Linked DNA regions of Callithrix jacchus: region 2 is linked to region 1. The links are chromatin contacts, called in public Hi-C maps. All regions are on one chromosome and are shown on one strand. The core of a region is the stretch at or near the end of the contact, and the rest is flanking DNA. Distances in the headings are between cores, read along the strand shown. Region 1 overlaps PXDC1 (PX domain containing 1). Region 2 overlaps SLC22A23 (solute carrier family 22 member 23).

Region 1 (6,431 bases), core at 2,226-4,725:
AAAGAAGGGATGATTCCACGACCCATAAACCACGTATGCCGAAAGCACTTTTCAAACAGGAAACTTGGGTGACTTAAATGATTTAATTTGGCAACGGGAATTTGTTTGACCTGCCCACCACTTCACAGGAGCCTAAGGTAGTAAATGGAGTTTATGACAGCAGCCTTCACGCAGTTGTCAGTGACTGAGGGCAGTGTCCAAGCCACGGCTGCCAAGCGTCTCTTGGTTGCCAGAGCAGCACAAACAGCATGAGAGCCAAATGAGGAGAAAAGCCAGTCCCCGGAGGACGGTGCAGGCAAGAGTGAAAACTCACACATGAACCTGAACTGCTCTGGTATCGATTTTCTGAAATGACAGTTTAGAGGCTGAAAATTCACAATTCTTTCACTTGATCAAGTTTTCAATCTATTTTTCTTTTTTTGCCAACACTTTGAAATTGGGATATTTCACAAAGAGTCAGATTTCTAGCTTTCATGGAAAAACTAGGAGGTCCAGCCATACCAGGCCCATACTTCCAGGCAAAACCGCCAGCTCAACTGAGCAGTGGTAGCTGCTCCCTGGCTGCGGGGCCTGAGCACTCCTGTTCGCCAGTCCCCACCATGCCATACTGCTCCCAACAGGGCTGCTGAGTGCTGGTAGGCATGTTCATTGCACTAAAGAAACACTCGTTTGTACTCGGGGCTCTTTCGAGTGTGGGAATATGAAAATTGGACTTACATGTTTTTCCAGGAAAAAAAAATGGAAGCCAGAGAATGCTCTGATGTGTTTAATAGGACAACAGATGTCCAGACATCTTACCCCTACCTTCAAGACCTCGCTGTACACCGATTAGGGAGAGTAAAACTTCTTCAGTGAAGGCTGAGCCAGGGGATGAGGCTGGGGAGCCAAATTCAGGTCTTGGCAGAGGAACACAGCCTGAGCAAGGGGATGGCTGAGGAAGATGCGTTGCAGTGACTGCATGGCTGGAAGAAGCGCCTCTCAGACGGAGAATGAGACTAATCAGCGAATCAATCCTTGAAAGTCAGATGGGCAGTAACTGAACATGTTGATCAATTCTAACCTTAGCTACTAAGCAGGAAGCCCCATCCTTGCACAGAACTGAATTAGACCCATCAAGAAAAAGGCAACTGGTCAACCTGAGTCTGCTGCCTACTAGTCTATTTGAAACCAAGATGCTTTAAACAACTCAGCTGGAAGGCAAAGGGAAATGAAAAACCCAAGGAAAGCCCATGTGCTTTGTGTCCGACCTACCCTCTGCGGGAAGACTGAGCTCGTTCGGAAAAAACCGGACCGCAGGCTAGAGGAAATTCCTTAAGTTCAGGCTTTATTGAGAGGAAAGAGCCTCCGGGCAGGCCAGCCGGGACGAAAAGGAAAAATGGCCGCGCCGCTCAGAGGGGCAGGGTTGTTTTATAGGGGGCTGAAGGGCTGGGGGGTGGGGAAGCCAAAAGCCGAGGTGGTGGGCAACTGTTGGTCAGTTTGAACTGCTGGGCGGGAAGCTGGGCGGCGGGAAGCTGGGCGGCGGGAGGGCTAGGGCCGGTATGTAAAGTGAGAGATAAGGGAGCCTCTTTGTGGGGGAGGGAAAGAGAGAGAGATTTTGCGGTAGGGGCAGAGTTTTCCAAACACTTTGCAGCTGGGTCATCGAAGAGATTTCCTGTGGCTGCCAAAAAGAAAAATGGAAGAAAAAACCCTAAGTCAACCCCCTTCTTCTTCCAAAAGAAAACAAGCTGTGTGTTCATTTTGCAATGTGTGCAGATCATTTCCCTAGGGTAAGAACATAACACACTTTCTAACTCATGGAATGTGACAGAGTGGGAGGGGCCAGGCCCAAGGAGTGGGGGTATTTGGTTTCCACCCCGTCCCAAGGCAGGGGACAGAAAGAACCACACCTTTATACTTTATATGCAAACATCTTGGACAGACCAAAATAGAGCACAGATTTTATTTAATTAAAATAGATTAAAAACAGACTGTGTAAAAGAATTAGAATTCTCAATAATTTACTATTATTTACATTAGCAAATGTCGGTCATTAGTAGACACTGCGAGCAGAGATGCTGGAAGAATGGGGATCCTCTCCTATGGGCAAGGAGCCCGGCTTCCCTCCATTCCCGTCCTTTAGGTTCACGATGGCAACTCTGTCAATGAGCACACCAGGGTAGTGTGGCTGCAGCACTGGGACCCTCGCCGAAGGCCCGGAGACCTGGCAGGCCAGGAAGAAATTCCTCTCCTCTGGGAAGAACCACCAAGGCTCGCTCAGTTCAACCTCACACAAGTGTCTGGTCAGAATGCCTTCCCCGCCCTGCAGCCAATACCCCACCGTGCTGGGCCTTCTGCAAACACTCCTACGGTTGACCCAAACCCAGTTTCCAGATAAAAGGTAAAAAGCAACAACAAGAAGCTGCACATCCCAGTTCTCACAGAAACCCTGGATTACTCAACATCCCCTGCCTGTGGCATCTGGAATGGTGACTCGTCAGAATCTCCCTCAGCACGTCTTATGTGTTTGCCGCGGGAGGGAACAGTGGGGAGCCAGGGTGGCCGGGGGCACTACGCCACTTGACCAAGCTGGATGCAGCTCCTAGGAAGCAGTCACAGTGAGAGCGGGCTCACAGGAGCTGTCCCGGACCTGAAGCGCGCAGCCCTGCAAGCACCAAGTGGGGAGTGAAGACCCTCAGAACAAAGGCCCTGTGGCCTCTGGGACGTGGGCTCGGATTGCTGGAGACTCTGCCATCAGCCTGGACCACTAGAAGCCCCCGCTGCTCCACTCGCAGGACACCCCGGTCTCCTAGCGTCAGTGGGGCCTGGGTCGTCTGGGAGGTCCAGGGCTGGGGCAGCAGCTGTGGCCATGGGGGCCAGTACAGTGGACAGCACCGGAGCTGGCAGTGAAGGGCTGAGGCAGGGGAGGCCCCATGGAAAGCCTCAGTCCAAAATGTCTGTCTCGAAGGGGACCAGGTGGTAATAGGACAGGTTGGTGACGTAAGCTGCCGGGTCGTCCCCGTCCTCCAGCTCTGAGGGAAACTCACTGCCGTTCTCAAATCTGAAAATAGAGAAAACAGAGGTGAGGGCTGGCTCATTGCTGGGATCACCACCAAACATCCGCTGGGCCTGTGAGCATGGCTTTCAATGCCCACCAGGAAGTGTGCAAAAAATCATGGCTACAAATTAACCAGTGAGCTGGCTCCTCCTCTGAGACTGCCAGAGCTTGTGGTTTCCACTGCCTTGGAGACGGCCATCTGTATTTGCTTAGACACTCCTTAGCGAGGCCTCCATTCAAGCCTTCATTCATGGGGTGCAGATTTTCACCACTTGTTCCATGCCCAGCAGGCTCTGGGATCAGCTGTGGACAAGGCAGGCAGGGTCTGTCCTCAGGGAAGAGGTGCTTGCCCCGTGCTAAGCCCTGGGGACAGCATGGAAAGAATGGTCACGGGCTCATGGCCTGACCACAGCGGCGATGGCACATGTACCCATAGGAGGCTGCAGAGGGAACAGGAGGCTGGAGAGGAGCTGGCGAGGCCTGTGGAGGTCACGTGGGGAGACACCTTCTAGCGGGGAAGTCTGCATGTGGGCGCGTGTTTCACTCAGGCTCTGGCAGATGAGAAGTATCCAAATGTGGGGGGCTTACATGGGGTGTGGACAACTAAGGGAAGAATACAAACCCCAAACAAGGGGATGTAAAAGCCCCCTATACTGACTCCCCACTCATTGTAACTGCTTCTACTCACTCTCCAGCCCCGGCACGGCCTCCTAAGCTAGTAAGATAATCCAAGTCTTAAAAAGGGCATAACAAAGAGAAAAGCACAAGAACCTTCTCCCCAGGAAGGGGGACGGAGCAGTGCTGCAGTGCTGCATGTGCTATTGCCATTTGCCTCAACCTACGAATCAGCCCAAACCAGGGAGGCCACCCTGCTCTCCTGGGAGCCACCTCAGGGCTGCCTCCTGCGCCACTCCCAGTGCCTGGAGGTGGCCCTGGCCTGTGGACAGTTACAGGAACTCAGCCATATCTGGAAAGCTTTGCTGTGACCAGGAAGACTGCACAGTCTTGGGCTCCTGGCTGGACACAGAAGAAAGCAGGGCCAGCACATGTCCCCTAACTAGGACACTGTGTGAATTCCACTGACCTCAAGGGGGAAGACAGCTTTAAGGCGTTTGGATAGGAGAGGCTGAGGCCGCAGAGGCGGGCCTCCCCGCTGCCTCCATGGCCAGGCCTGGAGTGTGGGGGTCAGCCCCTGCCTCGGTTTCCCTGTGCTCACAGTCCTGGCACTGCGAGGCTGGGGTGGAGGCCATGGCACAGAGAGCCCTAGCTGTGGGTGGGAGAGCTGTGAGAGCTCAGGGGGACAGAGCAGTCTCTCCCACTTCATCCCAGGGAATGAAATCTCTTCCCCAAACCAGGGCTGAACGGAAACCCAAGGGGGAACCTTGGACGTGCTGAAAGGCTCAAGTCAGGTGAGGGGCAGGTCCACAACACCTGCACAGTGTCCCACCACCTGCCTGTCCTCCCTGCCCAGATCACAAGATGCTGGAGACATGAGGACAGAGGGGGACTGGGATGCTCAGGGAAAATGAGTCACGGACTGAAGCCCCTGGAGGTCCCCACAGAACTGCCCAGTGCCTTGGCCCTGGATGACCTCCCAGAAGTCGGGCAATCCCTTCCCCAGCTGAGACTGTCACCTGCAGAGGCCTGGACGTCCCCCCGGCCCCATCTCTATCAGATACAACCATTCCCTGAGCACAGGGCACTGGTGCCCACTCCCCCCTGGGGCCAGACTGGGGGCAGCCTGCTGAGACTCTGCTGTGGAGCCCTGCCCTGGATCTGGCAGCACTGGGCTCACAGGCTCAGGCCAGACGGTCGGCCTCAGGTGCCCATGAGGACAATCAGCCTCGGGTGCCGGCGAGGACAGCTGTGTGGGGAGGTGAGGCCTCCAGCTCTGCAAATGGCATCTCTCTGTGCTGTTAGTCGCTCTCAACCCCCACCCCCCGACAGCAGGTGCAGTGTAGAAACAGATCGTCCCTGAGACACACTGCAGCTGGACCATCAACTCCACTGCACTGCCCGAGATGGAGCAGCCAGAGAGAGGCCCAGAGCCTGAGCCAGAACTCCCTCCAAATGCTCCCCTGAGCCCCATGGCAGGCGCTTCTCTGTTAGGCTTTCCTGGGATCATGGAGACTTTCCCAGCCCTCTCTCCCTGTGAGCCAGGCATCCCAGCACAGGTGGCCGCCTATTCAAGACCTGCCATTCCTGTCCACACACAGCCCGGGCAGGCGCAAGAGCCAGGCCTCCTCCCGGCTTTCTTCCCTCTCCATGTGTTCCTCCCCAGCTCCGGGCTGTTCACAGTTGAGCCTGTCTCTTAAATCTGGCCTCATTCCAGGGTGCCGAGGGCCTCTTGGAGATAGAAAGGGGTGCCTGTGGAAACACTGCAGACTCAGGGCCTGCACAAATGGTGATGAGGAAGGGTCCCCATCTGCCCTCGCCCCCGACAGTCCCTGGCCAGTCACTACCCCTGCCAAGCCAAAGGGCCTCTTTCTTTCATTCATGGTTAACTCCAGCCTCATACTTCCAAGGTGCCAGCCTGCGAGCATGGGGGACCCACAGGAAATGAGGGAATGAGTTATGTTGGGGTCAGGGCAAGGCCGGCACAGCTCCTGCCACCGGCAGCTCATGACCCCATCCACTGGGGAAGATTCTCGAACCGTCTACCCAAGAGACATGCTTAGAACTGAGAACGTGGGGTCTGTTAGTAGGTGCCAGTCACACAAGCCTGACAGGGACTGCCCCTCCATGCTCAGTCACAGAGCAGGGGTCAGCAGAGGAGGCTCAGGCCACTAGCTGGAGCCCAGGCTCAGGCTGGGTTCACATCCCGCAGCCGGCAGGCCTGGATGTGGGTTTTGGCACACATGGCCAGCCTAGTCCTAGTTTCAATCTGCTGCTGTGGAGGGCTAGCAAATGGGTGGGGCTAGACCTGGGCCATCCCCAGCCTATGTCATTCCTGGGCCCACAGGGAGACTCTGCAGCCAGAGCTGCCTCTGTGGGGGTCTCAAGCCGGATGTTTTATACTCATCCTCTGCGGCCTTCAACACAACCCAGCAGAATGGTCCCGTGAAGGTAAGAGGAGCCAGGAGAGGTTAAGTAACTTTTTGAGCTCATGCAACCGAGAAGCAGCCTGGAGTTGGCTGTATCAGGAAAGAGAGGCCAAGCTGTCTGGGGACCTTGGTGCCCCCATAATTCACTAAGAAGATGCCTGGAGGAGGGCCAAAGCTGAGGCTGCTGCGCCTCACAGTGCCCCCAGTGTTGGGCTCTCTGGAGCATGTGTTACAGTCAAATCAGAGAAAGAAAGCGTGGAGAAGACAGTGCTGGCTTTGGCTGTCCAGCCTTAGTAATCAGACACAGCGTACCTTCAGCACAGGGCTGCAGGCCAGGCTCCACCCCATAGCCA
Region 2 (6,714 bases), core at 1,888-4,387, 320 kb before region 1:
GAACATTGTCACATTCACTGACAGTGCCACAGTCAGTCCAAAGATCAGAATGAAGATGATGGAAAACAGCAGCACAGGCCGCCGGCCGACCCTGCATATGGAGAGGGAAAAAGGTTAGGAATCGTTGTGAAATAAGACAGTGATGCTAGATGCTGAAACCCAGTGTCCAGCAGGCACCCAATATGTGTTGAATGAGTACTGGGCAAAAAGTACTGTGCCAGCTCCACCCACTTCACTAGATCCTAAACTGCTAGGGGTAGAAAGGGAGATTTAGCCCCTAATTCTTGAGATAAGGAAGCAGGGATCAACCAACTACAGGGTAAGAGAATTCAGACTTGAGCCCAATCCAATTCCTGTTGTGGAGTCTATTTCTGAGTGTATAGTGATATAATTCAAGGGAAGAGGGACAAAATTAATAACTCTCCAAACAGGAACCTTGATACGCCCAGCATAAAGAGTCTTGAGCAATCGTTGACCTTTGGGACTGGATCAAAGGTCAACATGGTCACCAAGCCAAGGGGCTTTGTTTCCTCTCTCCGGGTTGTTAACTAAGTCAGATACCTGATACCTGATCCTACATACAGCCTATCTGAGTGAGGGCCAAGCCATCTGCCAATTAGTTTCAGCTACATGACAAGAAGTAACTTTTAAGGGATTACACACTAAGCTAAGATAGTGTGAACTGTAAATGCCCCGTGACCTCATAGTGATCTGAGAGTGCAGCCCCTCGGCTGGACTGAGGGGCAGGGAGCCCCGGCTGCAATGTTTCCCTGGAAAGGGCCACAGAAACACTAAATCTGTGGGTTCTGGAGCTGGCCCCCGTTTCAGATCAGTGACCACTAGGGGGCGATGTGCTGCTAGAGTGCCTGGGAGGACAGTAGAGGGTGGTCTAAAAGTCACCAGTTCCTGTGGTCCCTTTCCATCTCTCCTTCATTAACCGATTAAAAATAAAACAACAACAAAAACTCTCCATCAAACACGATTGGCTCAGTCTAAAGGATAACTCAGAGAAATGGGGGCAGAGTGGATGCTGTCTGCTAGGATAAAAAAGGGGGAGAAATCTAGATCTAGTGCCCCCAGTATCACAAAGGGTAGTTGAGGGGCTTCAACTGTCCTAGGCATGTTTATGACAAGGCATCTACATCCAAATAAAATGCCCAGAAAGGACAAATACACAGAAAAAGAAAGTAGATTTGTGGTTGCCCAGGACTGGGGGGTGATGTTTCCGTCATCCTTTGAGGGGATAGGAAGGTTTTAAATTCAAAATGTGGTGATGGCTGTACAGCTCTGCAAATATACTAAACTCACTGAATTGTGCACTTAAAATGGGTGGGTTTATGGGATGCAAATTATCTGTCAATAAAACTGTTAAAAAAAAAAAAACAACAAGCAAGGCACAGCCTTCCGTTATGGAGACAGATGGAATTTTAAGAAAACACAGGGAAAGGAACAACAGGATGAAATTTACTCAGAACTTTTTGTTCTAACCATTCCCATCAGTCACCCTGGTTTAGCGAAGCAAGCCGAGGCGAGGGGCTCCATGTAAGTCAATAATCTCACGTAGAGATTTGAGCCAGTACTTTCCCTTGTCTGGTGCTGGGGTCAGGAAGCCCTTACTAGGAAAGACTGTGTAGCTGATTTTGTCCAAATCTAACTCATTTACAAAAATAAGTTTAAAATACAGCTTTAGTCATTCTCCTAAAATGAAGGAAAATGAACTAACTCTAACATCGTGCATTACCCTTGGCCTCCCTGGTCCGTAAAATGGGGATCAGCATCCTATGTGGTGGAGTGTTGAGGTCATTCACTAGGGGGGATGAGGGGAACAGATGCAACGCCTGGTACAAAGTGAACAGTAAAATGTTTTCGTGTTCATTTCTTTCTACACTTCTACATCCCTGATGCCTACCAAACATGGCTTGCTCTGTTCTGATGTTTCAGAAAAGAGTTTTGATCTTTTTAAGAATGTGGCAACCATTCTAAGTACCTGCCTCCCAAATGGTTGCTAAAATCAAGAAGTAAAACTTATCATCAAGGTCTACAGGGCAAACAGTCTTTGAAGTCAGAGTGTGTTGGTTCTGAATCCAGCCAGGATCATCACTTCTGAACTATGTGATCTGGAGTAAGGCCAGGCTTGTTTGAATGAGCCTCGAGTTCCCTTTGGTAAGGGCCAATTAATCATTACTTCATAATGATGTCGACAGGAGTGGATATGAACAAATGCTCAGCAAGCATTCGTTACATGTTAGCTACAAGTATGGATGGTTTTCACAGGAACTGGCTCCCAGAGCAGAACCGCCTCAGAGAGGACTGATAAAGTCACAGCCTTTGTCTGTAATGCAGAGGACTTTATCACTTAGGATCTGTGGTGGGTAGAACAGTGGTCCTCAAATATGTCCATGTCCTAATCCTCAGAACATGTAAGTATTTTACTTTTCATGGTAAAAGGAATTCTCAAGATGAGATTAAGCTTAAGGACCCTAAGATGAGGTGACTTTGCAGGTAGGTCCAATCTAATGACAAGGAAAATCTCCCCTGGCTCCAGGGAACCAGAGAGGTAGTGATGTGAGAAGGAATTGACTTGACATTGCTGGCTCTGAAGATGGAGGATGGGGCCATGAGCAGGTGGCCTTTAGAAGCTAGAAAAAGCAGGGAAGCAGACTGTCTCCTAGATCTTGTAAAAAGGAACACGGCCCTGCTGACAACCTGACTTTAGACCAGTGAGACCTTTGTTGGACTTGTGAATTGCAGAACTGTTAAGATCATTCATTTGGATTATGGAAGCCACCAAGCTTGCAGTAATTTGTAACAGCAGCCATAGAGAACTGACACAGGGTCTCAACAGGAAACAGAGGTCCCACTCAAATGAAGTGACTGGAGGAGATTTTAATAAAGGGATTATTTATAAAAGAGTAAACAAGCTATGAGGAAACCCACAAGAGATGGTGTTTGACCTTATGGCTCTTGACAGCAGGGAGTAGGGGAAGGACGGTCCTAGCCCCAGAGAGAATGAGGTTCTATGTGGAGGTCATGGACAGGAGGTGGCTGGCCCCTCCAGCCTGGCAGAGAGCAAGCTGGGCACACAAGTGCCTGACCTCACTCTCCTCTCCCCTGAGGATTTACAGCTGCTGCTCCCCACTGGACATGCTCAGCCAGGAGCTGGAGGGCAAGGGGTCCTCCAGGGCAGCCCATACTGGCCAGCTTCCCAGGGTGGGCTGGGGAAGAAGGGAGAAGCCTGCTGCAGTGACAAAGGCCGCGAAGAAGGGAGTGCATCTCTGGGGCTGCAGGCCATCATCTCCCCCCACCCACCTGAACTAGCAGGTTTTATACCAATGCCCAGTGAACATCCCCAGACAAAACTTAGTGTCAAAAACAGTCACTTTTTAAAGAAAGACGAGTACTGTTTAAATGTTGCTAAATGCTGACTGCAGCTTTAGGAAGCATACTATATGACTTAGTCAACTTCCCCGTGCAGCCATGAAACAGGGCTCACAGCCGTGAGGTCTGGAGTTCCCTTTCAATGGGTTTATTTCCTTTTAAGCAAGGTTCAAGCAGGGAATAAAATGCCAGAGAATGGGGTTGGAAAATACCAAGCTCTCAAATGGAAAGGGAAGCCCACTCAAAATGTTCAAAAACCACCACTCAGGCAGTCTGCCCCTGATTCCCAGGGTACCCCCTCAATCTGGCCCATCTGATGAGGACCCTCAGAAAAGCAACTGCAGAGAAAGGGTTTGCGATGTCAGACCTCTGGTTACTCAAAGAGCAAGACCCAAACTCTAGTCTTTTGTCCTCAGGCCTGGTGTGTGATCAGGGAGGCCACATCACATGTGTGTACAACAAGAAGAAAGCCAAGAAAACAACCTTTAAACAATTTCAACTATTACGGACTGCTTCATTAATAAAAGTCGATTTCTACTTTTCTATCAAATTATTTCTTGAATAAGGACACTAATACCCGTCAAGTCTGCATTTTTTTTTTTTTAGAAAGACGGTGACATGGATTATATTAGTATATTTTTCTAACCTATATCAGTGGAGATTTCTGGGAAACAGCATATTTTAGACCAATATAGCTCACAATAGAAACCTATGAACTCAAGTATTTGGTTTAAAAAATAAACCCCGTGTTGCCTCCACCAGAGAAAGCCCGCAAGGGGTCCCCCGCATAGGTCTCCAGAGGTCACTGACTGCTTCTCTGCTGCTGTTCACAGAGAATGTGTCCATGAGAGGCACTTGCAAGTGATGATGAAGCAGATATCGAGCACACAGGAAATCACATTACATGCCAGCTCAGGGAACTCCCAAATAGAACGCTGGTTTTGGCAGAAATTTTCCACATGTGTAATGTGACCCTCTGCTGCTGTCCACCCAGGCCAGCATTCTCCGTTAACTGAGGTGCAGAGGTCACAGGACCTACAGATTTGCTCTGTATCACTCTGGGCCCTTATTATGTCATCAGGCCAAGATGTCCTGATTCACCAGAAAAAAAAAATCCTTTAAAGAGAAAAGAGTGCAAGCTGGGGAGATAGTTAGAGTGTGCCCCTCTCCTGAGCAGTCTCACTACTTGAAAAACCTGTCAACATTGTGCAATTGCCTCCCTGCCTGGACACGTCACCGCTGCTGCTCCTGTGACCACAGAATGTCTTAAATAAAAGCATGGCAGCACCCTGGTGGAGGGGCAGGCTCTGGGGCCATGTGGCTGAGGTTCAAGTCCTGGCTCTCCAGCTTAAAGCTGGGTGAACTTGGGGATTTTACTTACACTTCTGTGCTTTTCCAACTGTAAAACACAGGTAATAATACGTTGTAAGGAGATGTTAATGTATGGAACTACTTGGCACAGTGCCTGCTACATAGTAATCTTTCAGCAAGTGTTACCTGCTAATGGTATCATTATTATTCATGTCTCTGCTACCATCTTTACCTGCAGACCTCTGTCCTACCAACCTCATTCCTTCATCCTGAACTACAAAGGTGCTTTGCTCCAGGCACCCAGACTTCCTCTCCTACCCCCACAAAGCATATGCATTCTCACCTCTGGCCACCGCCTCCCCTGCCCTCAGAGCCCATCTGTATTACCCAAATGCTCTTTATCCCTCAAGACGCAGCTCCCCCCAGATCCTGCAGAGGCATCTCCTGGCTAAGCCAAGGACTCTCCCTCTCTAAAGATCTACGTGACATTCAGAGGTGCTCATCAGCACTGCCTTCCTCATTCAGCTCACATGGGGGAAGGGTCTCTAGCTCCCCCACCCCTATTTTTTAATGCATCTTCTGTATCCACCCCTTAGTGCCCAGCCCCTGGAGCCCTGCACATACGTTTTCAAGCTCTTTCTAAATGAACATCAAAGGTTAGAAGTAGATGGGGCTGCAGGCTACTTCTGCTAGATTCTAGCAGCTAGAGAATTGCTTTGAATTTAAATTCACACTTCCAAATGATCTGCTATGTGCATGGGCCATTTCTCTGAGCTCTGCATTCTCCACATGGCAGCTTTGGCCTTCTGCTCTGGCACTGGGAAAAGACTCAGTCACGGTAAGCTAACACTGACCACTTTTCTTTAGCCACCAGAGGCGTGCTGTGGCTTCCAAAGGTTCGTGCGGCGGGCACGTTGGTACTCACCAGTCAGCAATGCATCCAGTTATTAGGTAGCCAAAGATTAATCCAACCAGTAAGGAGAACTTAGCGATATGGACCTTCCAGGCATTATCACACACAAGATCCCACTAGAGAGGGGCAAATAGAAAATAAATCAGAGAGAAACATACACAGAGCTAGTCGTACTCAATTTTAAGGGCAATACAACAACCCTAGAGGGACTGTGGCACCGTTGCCAGTACCATGCCACATACGCCATTCAGAGTCTCTTCCACGTTTTTTAAAATACAATGAGACATATAATTTGCCCACAAAAGGAAGTGTAACATTTCCGTCTGGGACAGATTATAAGTCTGCAAAGGATGATACAGGAAGTCTGGGGATGTGTGTTCTTCTGTCCCAACCACCACGAGAAATGTAAACCGAGGCAAAGCGGGACAGCAAGGGAGACCAGGCATCCCTGAGGACCAGTGATCCCTCACCCTGAAGAGCTGCTCCGGGGGCCCAGGGGCTGGGAGACCCTGACAACTTTCTGCATGGGTATTGTGGTGACAGGGGGAGGTTAAAAGTTACTTTCATATTTTCATCTCAAAACACTCCCAAAACTTTACAAGGAGCCTTAAAATAAAGGTGAGAGTTAGTAGTGAATAGTGAAATATGAACTTTAACTAAACATTCTATTTTTCCCTTAGAAATGTCCCTTGTGTTTTCCTATGTTCTCCTCTAAAGCCATCTGCTCCACTTGGAGAGAAAACCGGTCAATTAGTAAATACAACGTTCAGATTACTGGATTGTTTAATAAGAAAAATACAATCTTCTCATTTTTCTTTTCTCCACTTGCAGAGTCAAGGGAGAAACCCCTGTTTGTTCCCTCTAAGTGATGTGTGCCCAAGTGTGTGGACTCAAATCCACATGCAGCTTGCATCCGGGCCAGAGGGGCAAATAAATAAGCAGGGTCCCTGCTGGCCAGGCCCCGGAGACAGCAGAGTGGGGGTCTAGATATCCTGCTTCTGCTGCAAAGAAGTGGCCAAAGCTTCCAGTTCTGGACTCTCAACTCTAGGTCAGTGGAGACAGAGAATGGGGTGGTGTGGGGAAGCAGCTGAAGAAATGCATGCCAATGCATT

What was found. A called contact is a pair of places that touch in the nucleus more often than the background predicts.
Region 2: a contact with region 1 is called in a Hi-C map of skeletal muscle, with 5 times the contacts expected there. The contact joins two enhancer-like sites. A contact is called at or near these places in 2 of 3 Hi-C or Micro-C datasets (both in skeletal muscle).

The regions. Positions count from the first base shown.
Region 1 is chr4:26,917,740-26,924,170 of calJac240_pri, reverse strand. PXDC1 (PX domain containing 1) reads right to left here. Exons shown (of 5, transcript XM_002746262.6): 5 at 1,926-3,037. The coding sequence ends at 2,920. Among named protein-coding and RNA genes, the nearest start is that of PXDC1, 28 kb to the right of the region's middle. Within about 2 kb of position 3,475, at least 2 of the 16 cell types and tissues checked have an H3K27ac peak or open chromatin away from gene starts, as enhancers often do. A contact at or near this core is called in skeletal muscle, where this site is marked.
Region 2 is chr4:27,237,559-27,244,272 of calJac240_pri, reverse strand. SLC22A23 (solute carrier family 22 member 23) reads right to left here. Exons shown (of 11, transcript XR_013533801.1): 2 at 5,615-5,718; 3 at 1-91. LOC144582043 (a long non-coding RNA gene) reads left to right here. Exons shown (of 2, transcript XR_013533804.1): 2 at 3,795-6,714. Among named protein-coding and RNA genes, the nearest start is that of SLC22A23, 43 kb to the right of the region's middle. Within about 2 kb of position 3,137, at least 3 of the 16 cell types and tissues checked have an H3K27ac peak or open chromatin away from gene starts, as enhancers often do. A contact at or near this core is called in skeletal muscle, where this site is marked.